Linked DNA regions of Mus musculus: region 1 is linked to region 2. The links are chromatin contacts, called in public Hi-C maps. All regions are on one chromosome and are shown on one strand. The core of a region is the stretch at or near the end of the contact, and the rest is flanking DNA. Distances in the headings are between cores, read along the strand shown. Region 1 has its middle 50 kb from the start of Nxt1. Region 2 has its middle 14 kb from the start of Cd93.

Region 1 (4,675 bases), core at 1,150-3,649, 190 kb after region 2:
TGCAGGTGGTCAACCAATGGTCTAGCCTGAGACCTGTGCTACAGGAGGGATCCCACCCCTGATGCTGCCTGGAGGGGCAGGACCTAGAGGCTGGATATCCCAGAGACCTAGGATAGAATCAAACATGGCTGGGGGGTGAGGAGGGAAGTCAACTGAATGATCCCTAATGATATTCTGCTATCCTCATAGACAGGAGCCTAGCATAATCATCATCAAAGAGGATTAATCTAAGTACTGATGGAAACAGATGCAAAGACCTACAGGCAAACATCAGTCAAAGCTCAGGAAATTCCGTGAAATAAGAATTGTAGGAGCCAGAGGGGTCAAGAAAACTACAAGAAAACCCACAAAATCAACTAACCTGGGCTCATAGGGGCTCACAGAGACTGAATCAACAATCAGGGAGCCTGCATGGGTCTGACCTAGGCCTTCTGCATTTATGTTATGAGTGTGTAGCTTAGTCTTCTCACAAAACTCCTAAAAGTGGGAGCAAGGGTTGTTTCTGACTCTTGCTGCTTTCAGGACCCTTTTCCTCCTACCAGGTTGTCTCTTTGCCTAGTCTTATGGCAATTTGATATGCCATGTTTGCTTGATATCCCTGGAGGCCTGCTTTTTTTCTGAAGGGAAATGGAAGAGGAGTGGATATGGGGAGAGGCGAGGTTGGTAAGGAAGGACTGGGAGGAACACGGAACAGTGCTAGTAAGATAGCTCAATAAGTAAAGTCACGTTGCTGCCAAGACTGTCAAGCTAAGTTTCCTGGAGCCTACATAGTATAAAGAGAGAACTAACTCTCAAAAGTCGTGTGTGTGTGTGTGTGTGTGTGTGTGTGTGTGTGTGTGTGTGAACATCATAATCATGCTTCCTGGTAAGGACCAAACCTGCAGACCTTCTAGAATCATCCCCTTATAGAATCCATGTCAACTTTTCACACCTCTAAGCATCTTTGCTAGGACTGATCTAATCATACAGTAGACATCTGTAAGCCTTCTGCACCATCTAGCCCTTGGTCAGTTCCATAGTGTTACCTGCAGATCCTTGTTCTGTTACTAATGACAGAATAGCACAGACCTCTGTTCAGAAATGATAGAATTTCATAGGCTCCTAGAACTGAAAGAGACTATGGACAAGGTAAAACTGCTTTCAATGATGTGGACAGTAAGAACTGTTCAGCTGTGCTTAAAAAGCAAAGTGATAACACAAAAAATACTGATAAGGCAAAGGCTCAATACAGAGTGTTTGCTACTGCTTCTTACCCATCTCTCAGATGGCAATTCTGGGACAACTCAGAGGCTTAATATTGATGGCTCTACCACCACCATAGTTGATCTCTTCGAGGCTTACGGGGGTGGAGAAAGAAACCAGGGTTGGAAGGAAGAGAGGCACACCAGATCTCATATACCTTCATGTATATCATATATCTGAAATATCCCCCAAAACTCATGTGTTGAAAGCTTGGTCTCCAGGGCAGCACTATTCAGAAATGGTGCTTTGTAGATGTGTTTGAATCATGCAGGCTTCTATTTCTTCAGTGGATTAACCCATTGATGGGTGGATTTCATAGGCTGCTAGGAGATAATGGGAACTTAGGAGGTAGGACTCAGTTAAAGCAGTGGACTATTAAGGTTGTACCTTGAGAGGCTATACTTGACTCCCTCTTCTCTCTCACTGCTTTTACTTCACTAACATGAAGCAAGGGGCTTCTTCTGCAACATACTCCACCCACCATGATGTTGTGCCTCTTCATTGTGCAATGATGTGTCAATGGAACCAGTCAACTGTGAAAGCATAAAACAAAGAGATATCTTGAAAAACAGTTTCAGACTTTTTATCTCAGCGATGAAAAGCTGGGTAACATCCAACCCTGACTTTCCCATATGTCCAGATGCTCCCATTCATATGGATGGGCCATATGCACAATTATTTCCTGCCCAGAGATGGAACCTCCCACAGTGGGCTGGGCCTTCCTACATCAATCATCAATCAATAAAATATCTCTTCGTCTAGAGGAGAATAGAAAATCTGAAGGAAGCATTTTTTCAATTGAGAGTCCCTCCTCCATAATGACTCTTATTTTGTCAAGTTGAAAAATAATGAACCACACACCATGGAACAGTTTTCAAATAAAGCCTAATATAGAATACCAAACTGAATGTTCCTTCATTTTAAGAAAGAAATGAGAAGCCCCATTTGGCCTCTTTTTCCATCCATTCCTGAAGACTGTCCCCTATTCTTTGTCTCTACAGATCAGAGAGGTCAGAGCAGTGATATTGTCCAGTCTTTCCCCTGGTTGTATGCTTTCAGAAAAGACCAGCAGAGGCAGGAGGCCCTGGTCATGACACAGAGCCTGTTGGCAAGCACAGGCCTGGAATCATTCCGAATGACTCACATGCACTGGGGATGACCTGTAGCATTTTTCAAAGGACAGCAGAGTTGATGGAATCTTCTCCCATCACGGACTGCAAACAGAACACAAGCAGTGTGATCACCCGGGTCTATTTAAATTTTGATGCAGGGTAAGGAAAGAGAATATTGCAGTGCAGCCATATCTTGAAAAGCCTTTGAAGCCCTCATTAGTACCTCCAAAAAAGTTGAGAAATTCAATTGATCTTAGAAATGTCACAGGAAAGTACTTGATAACAAGGGTCAGGATGTTAAGTAAAGAGAGAGGAATTAATCTCCATTCATTAAGAAGATGCCAAAGTGACCTTTAAGCTACATCAAAGTCCTATAACTGAAGAAAAGGAGTTTGTTATGAAGGTCCCTTTCAGCCTAGCATTCCCTGCAGGCTCCCTTGCCAACCCCAGGCTCAGAAATATCTCTGTCCTTCTACCCTCTTCCTCTATTGAAGCCAAAAACCTAGGCTAACCTTTAGGAATGCAACTGTTGGGGACAGGACACATGTCTGTCAAACCTCTGTGCAGACATGGTCACTAAGCAGTTAGTGCTCCTTCTAACCTTTCCATGGCACTCTCTCTTGCTAAGAAAGCCTTCATCTTGAATATTTTACGACCTGTACTTTCTTTTCATTGTCTTAATCCCTAAACTGCCCTCAGAAACTATTGCTACTAGCAGAGAAGGAAATCCCAGTATGGCTTTCTCCACTTCCCCCTCCTCCATTGCGTCCAATCTTACCTGCTATCATGGCCTTTGCCCCAAATCTGCATCTTGTTCCTTTCTGTTCTCCTTGATGGGGTTTGTCAGTCCCCAGGAGCCCCTAGGAGTCCCTAGGAGGAGAGTCCTAGCATGCAGTTTCATTTTCATTTTCTCTGCAATGGCTACCAGATCCCTCTCTCACAATTACTGTGTTCATGAACCTCCTTTCTAAGAGTCCATTCTGGGTTCCACACAAAGGCATATGTTGCTTCAGACATTCAATGCCTCATCACCTTCATCCAGCCTCCGGCCTTTCTTAATTGCACCACAAGAGTCTACCATTCTTCTGACCTCACACTCTTTCCTTCTCCTCTAAGATCCCATGGCACCTTCCCTACCCCTCCATATAGTTCACTGAGCCCCAGAGTGTATCATGATTGTTCCTTCTGTCCTCTCCTGTCCTACAGAGATCATGTCCTCATCAACTTACCTTCTGAAGAGGATGACAGTGCTAAACACAGACATACACACACACACACACACACACACACACAGAAATATGAATACTCCCACACAAACATATCTATACTTACTATACATACAGACACATCCACTGATGTACCACATCTTCCCAGCCATTCTCATGAAGAACCAAGCAAATTGTCCAAATCTGGAAGAAACAAAGCTAGTTAGGAAATTACCAAGCCAGAAAAGATGAACTAAGCATAGCTTGTAAAATATTCTCGAGCCTTCTGTCCAGACAAGCAAGATTGAAGAGAATAAGACAAGACACTAGATTTGGAACACTATGAAAAGAGACTGCAGATCTCTCCTTTGTTGGCTACCTGTTGAAATAATAATATTTTGGATATTAATTCAATGAAAAGGGTACTTCTTTCTTTCTTTTTTTTTGGGGGGGGGGGTTGGAGGCGTTTATTGTAGAAAGGCAAAGAGAAAGAGAAGGGAAGAGAAGTAGAGGGCAGCCATGGCCACATGGAGAGAGGGAGGAAGGGAATGGGAGAAGGAGAGCAAAAGGTAAGAGACAAGGAGAGAGCAAGAGCTTAAGAGCTAAAAAGGTACTTCTAAAAGTAATTAAGTTGTGGAGTTTTGGGTTGGTTCGGTTCAGGTGTTTTGATATTGTTTTACTCTCCAGCCCAGACTGGCTCCAGCTTTCCAAACGCTGGGATCACTGGCATGAGCCACCATGTCAGTCTTACTTTTTTGTTTAAATGTTGCTGCTGAAATTATCAAAGTTATACATAGCCCACATGATATTTCTCTTCAGTAGTAGCAATGCCAGAAGCCTTTCTGGAACCCAGGCATGCCCCGGCTTCCACACCTTCCCTCAGGATGCACTGAACAGATGTGACAGAGGCCATCTAGCTGCAAAGCCCAAAGTGCTTACCTTCTGATGGTTTGTGAGCCAGACGGAGTTACACTGTGTGCGTGAGAGGCTGGGTATACCACTTACGGTTGCAGGACTTCAGTTACCCATAATCCAGGAAACCACAAGAAACTCACTTCTAGTGAACAGAAAACACCCTGCTGAAAATTAGCATGAGATGCCACTAGAGTCATTGCA
Region 2 (4,189 bases), core at 845-3,344:
AAGGCCACAAAGATTTCCTAAAACCCAACTGTAAGAAAACAAACAACGTAAGTGAAAAAATGGCCCAGAAAATCTTAAGAGACACTGATAGCAGGGAAGTATGTAAGCAACATATCTCATTGGGAACTGCAAATTAAAGCAGTGGTGTACCTTATACACCTATTAGAATAACTAAAATCCAACACTTGATGACATCTATGCTGAGAACAGTGTGGAACAGAATCATGGCCCTTGGTAGTGGGAATGCAGAGTGACTTGGATTCTCTCGAAGGCTGGCCATTCCTTACAAAACTAGACACACCCTAATTCTATCATCCATTAATCCCACCTCCAGGCATTTATGCCAATGAATTGAAAACTTAGTTTCACATAGACATCTGTATGAGAATATTTTAGTAGCTTTATTTTTGAGGGTCAAAAGTCAGAAGTAGCCACAGTGTTCTTCAGTGAATGAGTAGATAATTGGCAATAGAATATTAGCCATTGATTAAAATCAATAAATGATCAAGTCACGGAAATGGCTTGAGAAGCCCTAAATGCACTCTGCCAAGTGGAAGAAGCTAGTTTGAAAATGCTACACAGTAGGCAAGACACATTCCAGGAAAAAAATTGTGCAATCAATAAACAAAGCCATAGTTCTCAAGAGAAACAGGATGAATGGACAGAGCACAAGGGGCGTTCCTGCCACTAAACCTGCCATGTCTGATACTGCTGTGGTAGAATGTATAATTAACCACTCTGTATGTGTCAAAACCCATAGAGTATACAAGTTCCGTGTTAACAAGGGCTTGTGGCACACTCATCTGTAAGAGTCTGAGGAAGGAGGTTTGAAAGTTTGGAGCCAGCACAAGCTGAACAGCAAGACAGTATTTTAGAAACAAAGCAATGAGGCTAGATAGATGGCTCAGCATTTCACAACATATACTGCTCTTCCAGAGGACCTTTGTTTTGTTCCTAGTACCCATGTCAGGCAGCACACAGCGGCCTCCAGCTCCAGCTCCAGGGATATGTGATGACTTTGTCCTCTACAGGTACCTGCATTTAAAAGCACATACCCACAGATAGATGTACACATGCATATAATTTTTAATTTTTTTTTAAAAAGCCAGGTGTGGTGGTGCACACCTTTAATCCCAACTCTTAGGAGGCAGAGGCTGGCGAATTTCTGAGTTCGAGGCTAGCGTGGTCTACAGAGTGAGTTCCAGGACAGCCAGGGCTACACAGAGAAACCCTGTCTCAAAAAAACAACAACAACAACAAAACAAACACAAAACTTTTAAAAACATTTATTTAGTGTGTGTGTGTGTGTGTGTGTGTGTGTGTGTGTGTGTGTATGAGCACACGCATGCCTGGGTATCTATATGTGTACCATGTGCATACAAAAGTCCTAGAGGTCAGAAGAGATCGTTTTATCCTCTGGAAATAGATTATAGGTAGATATATAAGTAGATATATGTAGGTTCGAGGAACCAAATTCAAATCTTGTGTAAGAGCAGTTAAGCAATAATTGCTCTTAACTGCTAAGCTCTTTCTCCAGCACCCCTCCCAAAGAAAATTCCAAGAAGAGTGCCTTAATGGGTGGACCTTTTGCATGAGACTGAGAAATATAGATGTTATCTGGCAATCATGAGACTGAAAGTCACACACTGGTGATGAAAGACCACAGAGACAAAGAAAGTACAACGAACAGCCACTGCAGAAGCCCTCATTTGGATACTCTGAATGTCTCATTTTAAGAAAAACACAAATGTTTTGACCATTAGACTTTATCATATAGAAGCAATTTCACTGTTAAATATAGTTTTTATACATAATCAGAATCAGATTAAAGTATCTACAAGATATTTTGGCCCTCTATATTTGTACATTATTCATTTACAATACATCTTTTAATATACATGTGTAAATGTAAACATAGAGGCAAATGTCCCACCAGAAGAATTTTTAGTAGAACAGCAGCTTAGCCTATTATGAAACTAATTTCCTTTAACAAACTCTTAGAAATATTTTTGGGTTGTTTTCTTGTTTGTGAAGCTGGTGCATGGGTTGGTTCCAACTCAATGTGACTCCAGATTTTGAAATAATGAGGCTCAAATGAGTCATCTTTTCCTTTGCTCAGAAAGAATAAATAACTCATGCTAAAGACCATTCAACATGCAATTAAAGTTAATAGACATCACTTAATTTCAGCCAGAAACCCTTTGAGCATCCAATCCAGTCCCAGCAAGCATTTAACAAGTCAAACTGGGCATCTGGTCTTTATGCAGTGGAAACAAAACAAACCCAAAATCCCTCTTAATGAAAAGCCATGACTTTATCCCAGATCCCAGTTCCACTATGAGCTTGGCACCTGTAGACTCTGCCAGAAGCTTTGCTATGGTTGTTTTTTCCTCATGAAGTTTAATAATAGGAAAGGTTGTCTCCGTAGTGAAGAAAAAAAAAAAAAAAAGACTTCCCTTAAAAAGCAGAGCCAGGTTGATTGGCTCTGTCTAAGAAGTAAATGCAAAAGGATGTGAAAGAAAGAGGCCAGTACTTTACATTTGCAAAGTTACCACAACATTGGAAGAACATGGCACTGGAGCAGCCTGGAGATCCTCCGGGATGAGTGTGAATGGCTGGGTATAGGTTAGTATAACTAAAGAGCTCCCTGATCGCTAGGCTCCTTTGTGTGGAAAGGCTTTCATGGCAGTGGTGTCACAGGAGTGGGTCTCCACAATCACTAACCCTGATTAGTGGGCTTGTACAAGGATCGACAGTAGAGAAGCACTAAGCCACTCAACACCACAAGAGATTCATTCACTCATTACTACCTCTGAAATAATAAAGCCTGAGGAAAACACATCTCATTCCTCTAGAAAAATTAATCAGGCTATAACTTGTAAACCTTTGTCTTCCTCATACATTGACAGGGAGCATTTTAAAATCAGTGTTATTATGCTGTAATTTGTATTCAATAAGATGTACCTATTTTCTGTTTAGGGTTTAATGAGTGCTGAAAATGCAAATGTCCATGCAGCCAACATCTGATCAAGATATGCCATCTCCATGGTTCTGAGAAGGTCCTTTAGTTCTTTGCAGTAAACCTCACTCCCCTCTCACGTAACTGCTTACCAACTTCTCTTATCAAAGATTAATTTTTGTTGTTCAAGAATTTAATGCAAGTTATTCCTAAGCATCTAGCTTTCCCTGTTCCTCTGAATCTTCCTTGATTGTTCATTAACTATGTGACACTTCCTAGTGAGGAGTGCTTCCCTCTATAGATAATCCTTGAGCATCTACAGTTTGCTGCTGATGGATGTCTGAATGGCTTTCAGGGACAGGCTCTACACATAAGCAACCTATGAAGATCTATATCCAAGGCTGCATAGGCTATGATTTAATTTCTATTAAATAACTACCTGGGAGCAGAATTGCTGGATTGTGAGGGTCTAAGAGGTAGACTGAATTTCAGTTTGATCCCCAGCACTGCACACTCTCATCTACCATACCCAAATCAAATGAATGTTGAGGGTGTGTTTAATTCTTTAAAAAAAAAAAATCTAGGGGCTAATTTTGAAGAGGCAGCATCACTGACCTTTCCAACAGCATATACACTAGTTCCAACTGAGCTTCTTCTGATGGCCAGATACGACCATAGGGCAACCTGTGAGTACCCCTACTCCCTCTTCTGCTACTACACACAAGCATAGCATCTGACAAAGGCAGAGAAGATGATCACACTGGGTAGGCAAGGAACATCAACGGGGTCTGCCTTCAATCAGGCAGATCCCATTGCAGTGTGGGCAACGATTCAGGGACTGCACTGAGTGTGTTTAGCACACTTGTGTTTGGATGAGGCAGGTATGCAGACACAAGTGTGCTTATTTGAACATAAAACATTGTCAAGATGCAATTATTGCTCAGTCTTCCACGTCTCCTGTTGAGAAGTCTCCTGTTAAGGGTCTCCTATGAGATCCTCACTAAAGGCTAAAATGCCAGCTTATTCATGACTTGTTGATGCATTTTTTTTTCATATTACAGCTTCCAGATGTTGTTCCTGTTAATGTTTAGCCGGAGTTAGTGAAACCTAGTGATTCATACCCAATATCACCATCTGTCATCTGTGAACAGATTTTAGAATTCTCTGCTCCAATGTCCCTACCACGGTTGGGGGAGCAGAAACACTACTTATTGTTCAACAAATACACGC

What was found. A called contact is a pair of places that touch in the nucleus more often than the background predicts.
Region 1: a contact with region 2 is called in a Hi-C map of uterus, with 2.5 times the contacts expected there. The contact joins two enhancer-like sites. A contact is called at or near these places in 2 of 39 promoter capture datasets (the C10 cell line and neutrophils), 1 of 484 Hi-C or Micro-C datasets (uterus), 3 of 115 datasets of contacts at active chromatin or transcription factors (astrocytes, heart atrium and large pre-B cells) and 1 of 9 other capture datasets (liver).

What each region holds. Positions count from the first base shown.
Region 1 is chr2:148,620,057-148,624,731 of GRCm38.p6, forward strand. It overlaps the pseudogene Gm25866. Among named protein-coding and RNA genes, the nearest start is that of Nxt1, 50 kb to the right of the region's middle. Within about 2 kb of position 2,400, at least 35 of the 459 cell types and tissues checked have an H3K27ac peak or open chromatin away from gene starts, as enhancers often do. A contact at or near this core is called in uterus, where this site is marked.
Region 2 is chr2:148,427,122-148,431,310 of GRCm38.p6, forward strand. No RefSeq gene overlaps it. Among named protein-coding and RNA genes, the nearest start is that of Cd93, 14 kb to the right of the region's middle. Within about 2 kb of position 2,095, at least 30 of the 459 cell types and tissues checked have an H3K27ac peak or open chromatin away from gene starts, as enhancers often do. A contact at or near this core is called in uterus, where this site is marked.